2 separate regions of the Pan troglodytes genome follow, and region 1 is linked to region 2. A link is a contact called in public Hi-C data. All regions are on one chromosome and are shown on one strand. The core of a region is the stretch at or near the end of the contact, and the rest is flanking DNA. Distances in the headings are between cores, read along the strand shown. Region 1 has its middle 86 kb from the start of SEPTIN5. Region 2 holds the start of CLDN5 (claudin 5).

What was found. A called contact is a pair of places that touch in the nucleus more often than the background predicts.
Region 1: a Hi-C map of induced pluripotent stem cells shows a contact between it and region 2, with 2.2 times the contacts expected there. The contact joins the enhancer-like site here to the promoter of CLDN5 in region 2. A contact is called at or near these places in 2 of 7 Hi-C or Micro-C datasets (both in induced pluripotent stem cells).

Annotation. Positions count from the first base shown.
Region 1 is chr23:21,657,211-21,662,552 of NHGRI_mPanTro3-v2.0_pri, forward strand. It overlaps the pseudogene LOC100612941. Among named protein-coding and RNA genes, the nearest start is that of SEPTIN5, 86 kb to the right of the region's middle. Within about 2 kb of position 3,496, at least 5 of the 24 cell types and tissues checked have an H3K27ac peak or open chromatin away from gene starts, as enhancers often do. A contact at or near this core is called in induced pluripotent stem cells, where this site is marked.
Region 2 is chr23:21,550,611-21,556,178 of NHGRI_mPanTro3-v2.0_pri, forward strand. CLDN5 (claudin 5) reads right to left here and starts at 4,032. Exons shown (of 2, transcript XM_063807739.1): 1 at 3,804-4,032; 2 at 1,673-3,191. The coding sequence starts at 2,904. The coding sequence ends at 2,248.

The DNA of each region.
Region 1 (5,342 bases), core at 2,246-4,745, 110 kb after region 2:
GGTAAGACGCAGGCAAGCAAATGAAGCTTCATCTGTATTTACAGCTGCTCATTGCTTGAATTACCCCCTGAGCTCTGCCTCCCATCAGATCAGCAGCGGCATTATATTCCCATAGGAGCACAAACCCTATTGTGAACTGTGCATGTGGGGGATCCAGGCTGTGTGCTCACGAGAATCAAATGCCTGCTGATCTGTCACTGTCTCCCATCGCCCCCAGATGGGACCATCTAGTTGCAGGAAAACAAGCCCAGGGCTCCCACTGATTCTACATTATGGTGAATTGTATAGTTATTTCATTATATATTACAATGTAATAACGATGTCATAATGATAATATAATAATAACAGAAGTAAAGTGCACAATAAAAATGTAATGCACTTGAATCATCACAAAACCACCACTCCACCCTCGGTCTGTGGAAAAACTGTGTTCCACAAAACCAGTCCCTAGTGCCAAAAGGCTGGGGACCGCTGCTCTAAGGCATAGCAGTCTTTAACCTTTTGGGGCACCATGGAGACTTGCATAGCCTGATGAGCTCTACGGACCCCTTAGAACTGCTGATGTGTGTCGCTTACATTCAGAGATGGAGAAAATGGTAAACCTTAGTGAAAATAAAGATGCTTTTTCTCCCATCCAAGCTCCTGAGTGCCCTGAATGCCACCCATGGGGACCTTGGGGAAGCCCTAGGACAGGGATGTAGGTACAGATTGACAGTCCAGAGCTGCCATCAGGGAGAAGCATTTGCAAAGCACAGGCTCTGCAAACGGGGTCTACTTCCTCCATCCCCCAAGCCTGTCTTCTGCTTCACTTTGCCAAGACTCTGCCTTGCCCCAGTGTTGGAGCAGGATGCCAGATGGCAAGATGGGCTTATGGGCTGGGTCTCCTGTTTGGTCGCGGCAGAGCCCATGGCAGCTGTAGGAACTTTGACGGGGAAGGGGCAGGGGCTGGAGCAAACCTGTAGCGTGAAAGTATGTGAACGCTCTGTCATGGAAGGCACCCCAGGCCGTGTCCAGGCCAGCTTCACCCTGTCTCTGGGAGAAGGAAGCCTGGTCAGAGCTGAGGAGGCTCCAGGGCACCAGGCCTTGTCCCTCTTGCGCCTGGGCGTGATGCTCCCCAATGGCGTGCGCCAGTCCTGGGACCATTGCTGCCGGCCGTGTGTCTTCTTCCAGGGTGCAGAATCCCTTGTCAAGCTGGGTGGTTTGATGCCAGCCTCTAGGCCTCGAAGCTCCCTTCCTGATGGAGTGCTGCCATTTGGAAGGGGTAACTTTCGTGGTCATTTTTTAAAATCATGGTAAAATATACATAACTACATAACATAAAATTTACCGTTCTTTCTTTTCTTTTCTTTTCTTTTTTTTTCAGACGGAGTCTCGCTCTTTCGCCCAGGCCCGACTGCAGTGGCGCTCTCTCGGCTCACTGCAAGCTCCGCCTCCCGTGTTCACGCCATTCTCCTGCCTCAGCCTCCCGAGTAGGGGACTATAGGCGCCCGCCACCGCGCCTGGCTAATTTTTTGTATTTTTAGTAGAGACGGGGTTTCGTTGTGTTAGCCAAAATGGTCTCGATCTCCTGACCTCTTGATCCGCCCGCCTCGGCCTCCCAAAGTGCTGGGATTACAGGCATGAGCCACCGCACCCGGCCAAAATTTACCATTCTTTCTAACCATTTTAAAGTGTACAGTTCTGTGGTATTAAGTACATTAACACTGTTGTACAACCAGCACCACTGCCCATTTCCAGAAGGTCTTCATCTTCCTAAACTGTAATTCTGTGCCCATTAAACTCCCCATGTCTTCTTCTCCCAGCCCCTGGCAACCACGATTCTACTTTCTGTCTCTGGGAATTTGACGACTCTTATAATTGGAGCCATGCAATTTTTGTGTCTGGTTGGTTTTACTCAGCAGAATGTCGTTTCATCCATATTGTGGCCTGTGTCAGAAGTTCCTTCCTGTCCAAGGCGGAATGATACTCCATGGCAGGTTTACACCACATTTTGTGTTTCCACTCATCCGTGGAGAGATACTGGGTGGGTCCCTCCTTTTGGCTGTTGAGAATGATGCTGCTGTGAATGAAGTGGTTAGAAGGGGGCTTTCAGACGTGTGAAAGGTGTCTTTGGGAATTTTAATTTCAGCTCCCACAAATGAGTAAAATTTGTCTTTCTGTGCCTGGCTTATTTCACTTAACATAATGATCTCCAATTCCATCCATGCTGTTGCAAATGATAGGATCTCACTCTTTTTTCATGGCTTCGTAGTACTCCACGATGTATTTGTACCACATTTGCTTCACCCATTCGTCTGTTGATGTTCGACACCTTATTATTATCGACTGTAGTCACCCTGCTGTGTAATAGATCTCTTTTCTTTTTTATTGATATTTCAGAGTTGTGCATATTTTGGGGCACATATGATATTTTGATACATGTATATAATCTATAATGTTCTAATCAGGGTCGTTGGGTTATCCATCTCCTCAAGCATTTGTTTTTTCTTTGTGTTGGGAACATTCCAATTCTAGTTATTTTGAAATATACAGTCCGGGCGTGGTGGCTCATGCCTGTAATCCCGGCACTTTGGGAGACTGAGACAGGTGGATCACCTGAGATCAGGAGTTCGAGACCAGTTTAGCCAACATGGTGAAACCCCGTCTCTACTAAAAAATACAAAAAATTAGCTGGGCGCGGTGGCAGGCACCTGTAATCCCAGCTACTCAGGAGGCTAAGGCGGGAGAATCTCTTGAACCTGGGAGACGGAGGTTGCAGTGAGCTGAGATTGTGCCACTGCACTCCAGCCTGGGCAACAGAGTGAGACTCCATCTCAAAACAAAACAAAACAACCCCAGAAATACACAATTCATTATTGTTAACTATAACTTTCCTACTCTACTTTCAAATACTAGAACTTATTCCTTCTACCTAACTATATTTTTTAATTCCTGGTGATCTCTTTTCTTATGGGAGCAGTGTGCGCCCTGATGGTGTAAGGTGGAAACCCGCGCCTTGTTGGAACCAGGATTGAATATCAATGCACAGGAGCTGAAGGTTCCCACCCGGCAACGTCCCCCCTTGGCTGTGAAGCAGAGAGCCCAGGGCTGCTCGTTTCCAGTAGTCCTCCTGGCAGAGCACCGCTGAGGAGGGTGGTGAGGGGAGGAGAAGATGCATTCTGCAGGGAGAAGCATCATAGTGGGGGCCAGGGACTCTCCTGCGTCTCCTAATTGCCCGACTGTCATGTGACCGATCAGTGCACTCCCAGCATTACACAGAGCAGTCATCCAAAGAGAGGCAGCACCTCACAGCCCTTGGCTGGAGAGGAGAATGGAGGCTGGAGGCTCCAGAAATTTGGGATGGGAGGAGAAAAGGAAACAGAGGTGCCCCTTCCCCTGTCTTATTGCAGGGAATCAGTAAAACGACTACTGGAGTTCACTGGCTTCTCTGAATCTTTGTAGAATTTCTCCTGCACCTCTGATCCCATCCAGCTGCAGACACAGTGCCTGTTCAGCAGGGTGTGTGTGCAGACCACGGACTCACAGACGGGGACCCTGGGGACCCCAGGTTCTCTCCCCTCACTGAGGACAAGAGAGGGGCCCCCACCCCATGTTAATGATGCGGGGCCTGCAGGGACCTTAAGTTGCATTAGCATGGCATGGAACAAGAGAGAAAATTCAGAACCTCCAGCTTGTGATATGCAACAACCAAAAATGTGGCTGAGTGTGGCCGCCTTGCAAAGGCCTGGGCTCTCTTTAATGGGTGCTTGCTGCCCTCTAGTGGAGAGATGAGGACGGGGGTGTGGGCGAGCTTGCTCAAGGACACTCACTGGGGAAGGGCGGTTTGCAGACGGGTGTCGTGTTTTGGTATATATGTGTGTATGTGTGTTATGTGTTAGGTGCTGCGAGCATATGAAATGAATTACAACGTTGTTATGGGCTGTACTGTGTACCCCCAAATTCACTTGTTGAAGTCCTAAGCCCTGCTCCCTTAGAATGTGGCTGTATTTGGAGACAGGGTCTGTAAAGACCTGAATGAATTAAAATGAGGTCATTAGTGTGGGCCCTAATCCCATATGACGGGTCTTCTTCTTCTTCTTCTTTTTTTCTATAACATCTAAAGTGACATTTATTTGTGTTAAGCTTTCAGAACATTTCAGAACATTTGCTGCGACTCAGGTAAAAATAGGTAAGTATTCACAGAATATGTTAAGTCTAGAGTTCAGAAAGTTATTTCAACTAAAATAGGTCAATCCTCACATCTGAAATCACTTAGACATTACTGATGTATTTGGAAGCGTTTCTGTATAGATGTTTTAGGCTGACGGCGCTCAATGCTTTAGGGGGTCAGGTAAACCCAGTTCTCGTTTGTTCAGCAGTGCCTCATTTCCACTACATAAAGCTTGTTCTCCAGTTCCACCACCAATGCCTACTTTACATGATGTTGCACTGTGTTGGTGCCATGTAAGGTGATTATATTATGAAAGGCCTCTAGACCACCTTGTTCAAATGTAACAGCTGGTTTCAGTAATTCCAGGAGCAAGGGAACTGTCTCCAACAATTCTCAGGTTGATAAATTTGATTTTCCAAGTATTCTCCACAAAAGGGCAGCAGGTGAGCCCAAAACTTTGTTCAAAAATGCCCAAGCAAGTGTTCCCTCGATGTCCCAGCAGTTCCCAGCAGTTCCAACCATCACCAGCCCATGAAGAGAAGAAGTACATTTCTACATTGGGCTGAGAAAAAGAAATTCTTCTTTTACTAGTGACGGCAAACGGAGGCTCATGATTTCTGTTCCATGGTAGTCCATCCCTTTTTTTTTTTTTTTGACGGAGTCTCGCTCTGTTGCCCAGGCTGGAGTGCAGTGGCATGATCTCGGCTCACTGCAAGCTCCACCTCCCGGGTTCACGCCATTCTCCTGCCTTAGCCTTCCAAGTAGGGGACTATAGGTGCCCACCACCGCGCCCGGCTGATTTTTTGTATTTTTAGTAGAGACGGTGTTTCATTGTGTTAGCCAAGATGGTGTTGATCTCCTGACCTCGTGATCCGCCCGCCTCGGCCTCCCAAAGTGCTGGGATTACAGGCGTGAGCCACCGCGCCTGACCTCTTTTTTTTTTTTTTTTTTTGAGACAGAGTCTTGCTTGGTTGTCCAGGCTGGAGTGCAGTGGCGTGATCTCGGGGCACTGCAGCCTCTGCCTCCCAGGTTCAAGTGATTCCCTGACTCAGCCTTCCGAGTAGCTGGGACCACAGGCATGTGCCACCACACCTGGCTAATTTTTGTATTTTTAGCAGAGATGGGGTTTCACCATGTTGGCCAGGCTGGTCTCAAACTCCTGACCTCAAGTGATCCACCCACCTCAGCCTCC
Region 2 (5,568 bases), core at 2,782-5,281:
TGGTTCTCCTGTCTCCGCCTCCCGAGTAGCTGGGATTACAGGCACATACCACCACGCCCAGCTAATTTTTGTATTTTTAGTACAGACGAGTGTCACCATGTTGGCCAGAATGGTCTTGATGTCCTGACCCTGTGATCCGCCCACGTCGGCCTTCCAAAGTGCTGGGATTACAGGCGTGAGCCACCGTGCCCAGCCCCGTGCCTGTCCTTTCTTAGGAAAGCCCTCCCAGGCAGCCTTGGGCCTCAGCTTCTGACCAAACACACCAGACCTGGTACTACCCAGTCCCGGTGGCCAGGTGCGAGAGTGTAAGGACCATTGTTTTTGGCTCTGCCCAGGGCCACAGCTCTGGGATCACACACTCCCAAGCTTGGGGACTATTCTTGGTCCCTGTTGTACAGGCCCAGGTGGGGCACAGGTCAGGCCTGCTGAGGACCTCTGCACCGTGGGGCCCCTCTCCCTGTAACTCATCCCACCGGCTGGTTCCACAGCAGCTCCCAGGAAGCTGCCACACATTCCAGCAGCTGCCCTAAGCCACTCTGAGCCTGCATTCTTGGGTTCTCCCACTGCTCCATGATGGTAGCCTGGACAGACCTAGGAGACTCCCTGCCACTGGATGTGGCCCAGACATTTCTGGGCAGGGCCCCCAAGTCCAGTTTGGGGCAGATACCAAGTCTCCCTTCCGGCTGGGCTTAGAGCTCTTCCCTGCAGCATGCCCCCTTCATCAGCTGCTCTCTTCTGCTTCTAGCTTTATGTCAAAAGTTAAAAATGTGTTAATTCAAAGTGCCTAGAACAAGGCTAAAAACAGTGAGCTCTCAGTGGCTATTTTAGATGGCTCTAGACACCCCCATTCCGAGGTGCCTGGCAGGGGCCAGCACTGACTCCCAGGCCACACAGCCCCTGGAGGAGGAAGGTTACCCAGAGTGCCCCCAGCAGGGGCTGGCACAGGTGCTGGTTGTGAGCACCATTCTGGGCAGGCTGCCAGGCCAGCAGGGTGGGTACAGGCTCTGTAGGGAGCTGCGCTGGGACTGGCAGAGGAGCCAGGACGAGGGGCTAGAGCCAAGCTGTGGTACTCCGGGCAACCAGCTGCCAGCACCTCCTCCCATGGCAACCCTACTGTTGACCGGCGTGTCCTGCATTCACCCCTGTTCCTGCCCCACCCACCATTGGAAAGGGCCTGGTCGGGGATTCTACAGACCTCTGTGGCCACTTGATGGGGCTTGGGACTAGGCAAGCCCTGAGAGGGCAGTGGAAAACCTCGCCCTGTGCTGTGTGGGGCTTGGCCCTTTCTGGGAGAAGCCAGCGGCCTGGCTGCTCACCCCCAGCACTTCCCACACCGCAGGACCCCCACTCACCAGCCTGTGTTGAGGGCGCTTCACCCCGCATCTTCTGCTGGGGTCTGCTGCTGCCCCCGCCCCTGTCCCATCCCGGGCCCCAGGGCCCCATGACGCAGCAGCTCTTCTGACCGCAGATCCCGCCTTTCTGGGCTGTAGTAAGTGGTGGCTGTGTCTCCCACCTGGTGGGAAGGTGGCAGGGAGGATGGGGAAAAGGGCCCCAGCCTCCAGCCCTGGGAGGAGGTCTCCACAGGAGTCCTTGGGAGGGCGGGGCTGGTGGGTGATGAATGGGGCTGCTGGACACGGAAGATGGCTGGACAGAGAACAGGACACAGGTGGGAGAGAGTTCAAACAATTTACTAAGCAGATTCTTAGCCTTCCCACTCCCGCCCTCTCTCAAGCTCCAGTGCCCACAAGCCTTGCCTGGGGAGATGCTGGAGTGAGACCGGGAGGTCCAGGCCAAGTCACTGGTCCCTGGGCTCGGGCCCTGCCGATGGAGTAAAGACCAGCTGTACACATCTCTCCGGTGGGGGCCCTGGGCTCTGCATCCGCCCCTCCGAAGTCAGCAGGAGCCTCTGGGAAGTAAGGCAGCAGCCAAGACCCCCAGCGTCTTGGAGGGGAAGCGAAATCCTCAGTCTGACACCCGCTCTGCCTATGGAAACAGCGCCGCGCACAGAAAAGGAAACTGTTCAGTCCGTCTGTTAAGGGCAGGGCCGGGCTAGTGGCAGGAGAAGGCCAGCTGCGGGGGCAGGCAGGAGCCGATCCAGGAGCCGCGTCGGGGCGCAGAGCCGGACGTTCCGAGGAGCCTGCGCGCCGCGCTACCCGGCGGAAGCCGCGGTCCATGCGGGGCTCCCCAGGCTTATCCAACGCCTCGCAGGCGTGGCTGGCAGGAGGGGCCCGGCCGTGCCCAGCGCCCTCAGACGTAGTTCTTCTTGTCGTAGTCGCCGGTGGCCGTGGGCCGCCGCGGCGCTGAGTACTTCACGGGGAAGCTGAGGTCGGGACGGCCGGTGCAGACCCAGGCGCCGCAGCACAAGAGGCAGCCGCCTACCATGAGCAGCGCGGTGGCCGCCCAGCCGATGTACAGCGCTGCGCCCAGCTCGTACTTCTGCGACACGGGCACAGACGGGTCGTAGAACTCGCGGACGACAATGTTGGCGAACCAGCAGAGTGGCACGAGCGCCAGCAGCCCGCAAAACAGGTAGAGCACGCCTCCCGTGAGGGCCACACGCGCCTTGGCCGGGCCCGGGGCCACGCAGGTGGTGCACTGCGCGCCCGCCAGGGTCACGAAGAGCGCAACGAACGCCAGCAGCACGGCGCTCACGGTGAGCGCCCGCGCCGCCTGCACCTCGGTGCTCAGAGCCAGCACCGAGTCGTACACTTTGCACTGCATGTGCCCCGTGCTCTGCACCACGCACGACATCCACAGCCCCTTCCAGGTGGTCTGCGCCGTCACGATGTTGTGGTCCAGGAAGGCGGTCACCTGCCACATGGGCAGCCCGCACGCCAGGATCAGACCCCCCCAGCCCACCAGGCACAGCACCAGGCCCAGGATCTCCAACGCTGCGGACCCCATGGCTAGAGGCGAGACGCGCACCCGAAGGCCCGCAGAACCCCCAAGGCCGTGCTGCGCGGCGCCCTGGGCGGGCCCTGGTGCCTTTGCGCCCGCGCTCCTGGCTCTTGGCCCCAGTCCGTTTGCCCCGCGGGTCTGTCGCACCTCCTAGGTCTGCCAGCTCCTGCCGGGGGGTACCCTCTTTGAAGGTTCGGGGGCGGATTCTGTCCCCCGGGCCCGGCCCCCCGGCCCGAAGCAGCCAATCCGTGCGCGGGTCATCGTCCCGCAGCCAATCACAGAGCCTCTGGCAGCTGAAGTTAGGGAAACAACGGCTCTTGAGGGGTAGCTGAGGGCGCGGGACCGCTCCCCGCCCGGCAGCCGCCCCCAGCCCCACCCGCCGTTGTCCTACTCGCGGCCGAGCGCATTCTGGGCTGGCCTAGGGCGCGCTTCTTGGGCCGCCTCCCTGCATGTCCCGGCCCCGTCACTTCAGAAGGCGCTCGACCCCCAGCCTGCACCACCCAGTCCACTCCCACATCCCCGACTGAGCCGGGTGGTCTCTTCCACTCGAGCCAGCTCCACTTCCCTGACCAAGGTTTGCAGAAGCCCCCCACCCCATCACCGCCGTAGAGGCCCTCGTAGGGGGGCTCTCCAGAAAGCCCGCCCCGGGGTCCAAGCCCCACCCAGGCCCTTTCTTGCACTCTCACTCTCCAGCCCCGCTCTGAGTCCCAGCACTGTCTCTCTCATCCCATGGCAAACAGAGAGGCCAGGCAGGCGTGTGGAGGTCAGGCCCAGGGCCCCAGCCTCACCCCCCATGCCACTCACTGCCTCTCTGGAGCCTGAGTCTCTGGCAAAAAGCGGTGGCACAGGGGCTTTCCCCCTGCCTGGCGACCCCCACTCTCCCAAGCCGCAGGGGCTTCCCAGACCTCTCAATCTTCACAGGGGCTGCTCCTCTTCCTGCGGTACTGCCCGCACCCCATCCTTGGGGGCCCAGTTCAGGTGACACCACTTCAGGAAGTTCCCAGTGACCCAGCACACTGGGTGTACACCCAGGGGCAGTGGTGGCCCCAGGCCTAGCAGCCTGCTCTGGCCTTCAGACAGGAGAGAAAAAAGGGACACGGAGGGGCTGTGCCCTGCCCTCCCACCAGTGGCAATGGTGTCCCTGGCACCCCAGCCCCCAGGCCACCCTCCGGAAGCCAACTTGGAGTTTCCTGGCCAGGAGGAAGAGCCCCCATCCTTGCTGGAGGAGGGAGGCGCGGGATTTCCGGGCATTCTTCTGCACAATGGCCCAGCCATTTCTCGAAAGGTCCACTGGGGTGGACACTCTGGGCCCCCTGAGGCTCAGGTGGGGGCACCAGGCTCCAAAACCCACAGCCCCATGGGGGCACCAGCCCCTTTCTAGTAGTTCTTTCCCCAGTCTCTCTCGGCCCCTTTGTTTCCAGTAAAGTTTGAACTCCAGGCCCTGGACTGAGGCCACTGGGTGCCCAGTTCTTTTATCTGGTCTGTGCTTAGTTCCATTGGACAGGGCCCTCCATAGAAAAAGTATGGCACCGAGGCTGGTCACAGATGTGGGAGGTTTGATGACTTTCTCCCTCCTGGGGCCCAGTTCCCTTCTGCCCCTTCAGATGGCTCTGAGATGGTAAATGAGATAAGGCCAGCGTCTGGCTCACCTAGTGTGGGGAGGTTCTGAAGGCAAGTGTGCCCAGCCCTGAGGCTGGAAGGAAATCGTACCCTCTTTGCTCAGCCCCACGTGGCCTCTCCCCACCAGGTATGGCTCTGAGGACCACTGCTTTCTCCCAGCTATCACTTTAGTCACTGCCTTCCTCCTGCTGCAGATCCGTGGGCCATGCCCCTTCCTCTACAGACCCTCCTGGACATCTCCTCCTCTGTGTACTCCAGGGGTACAGCTGACCCACCCACCCTCTCACTCTTACTACCCCCTAACCCAAGCCCAGGGAACTTCCCCAGATCCCCCTACTCCCAGCCCTTCCATGCCACCATCTTCCTGGGATGACTGCTGCGGCCTCCTCAGGTCATCAGGGACCTGCCCTTGCCCAGCTAGGCCACCCCACCAGGCCCCTCTCCTGGGCCTCACCCTACCTAAGACCCTCCATGGCTCACATTGCCCATGGACGAAGAGCCGACTCCCAGAGCAGCTGGATTGATGTGTACCTGCATGCGCTAGGACTGGCCAGTCCAGCCACCAGTCTTGGTGCGGCCCTGAGCACACACTCTGCCCCAGCAGACTTACCTGCCTATGGGCCTCACATGGGCCGTCTCTTACCTTGGCCTCTTCTGCCTGCAGCGTGTATCTGTCAGGTTGGGTCCTGCTCATCTTCTAAGATGTGTTGCCGAGGTCATTTCCAGGAACACCTTGCTGCACCGTCCCCCAGCATTGCTTTTAGAAGCTTGAGTTGGACCTGTCCTTTTGCTTGCCGACTTTCCCACCCAGTATCCAGGAATAACCTCCACAGGGTGGCTGTCTTCATGCGTCTGTCCTGCACAGGAGGCTGCCTGTCGCCCTCTAGCCAGCTTGGAGCTGCAGCCAGCCCAAGGCTCTCCCTTCTCACCTGGCTGCCTGTTTTTCTTCTCTCCTAGCTGTCACCCTAGGGTGGCCCCAGGAAGCTCATGTTTCTTTGGCAGCAGCCTCACAGCATCTCAGGGACGTGGCAGAGGAGTCTCAGGCTTCAC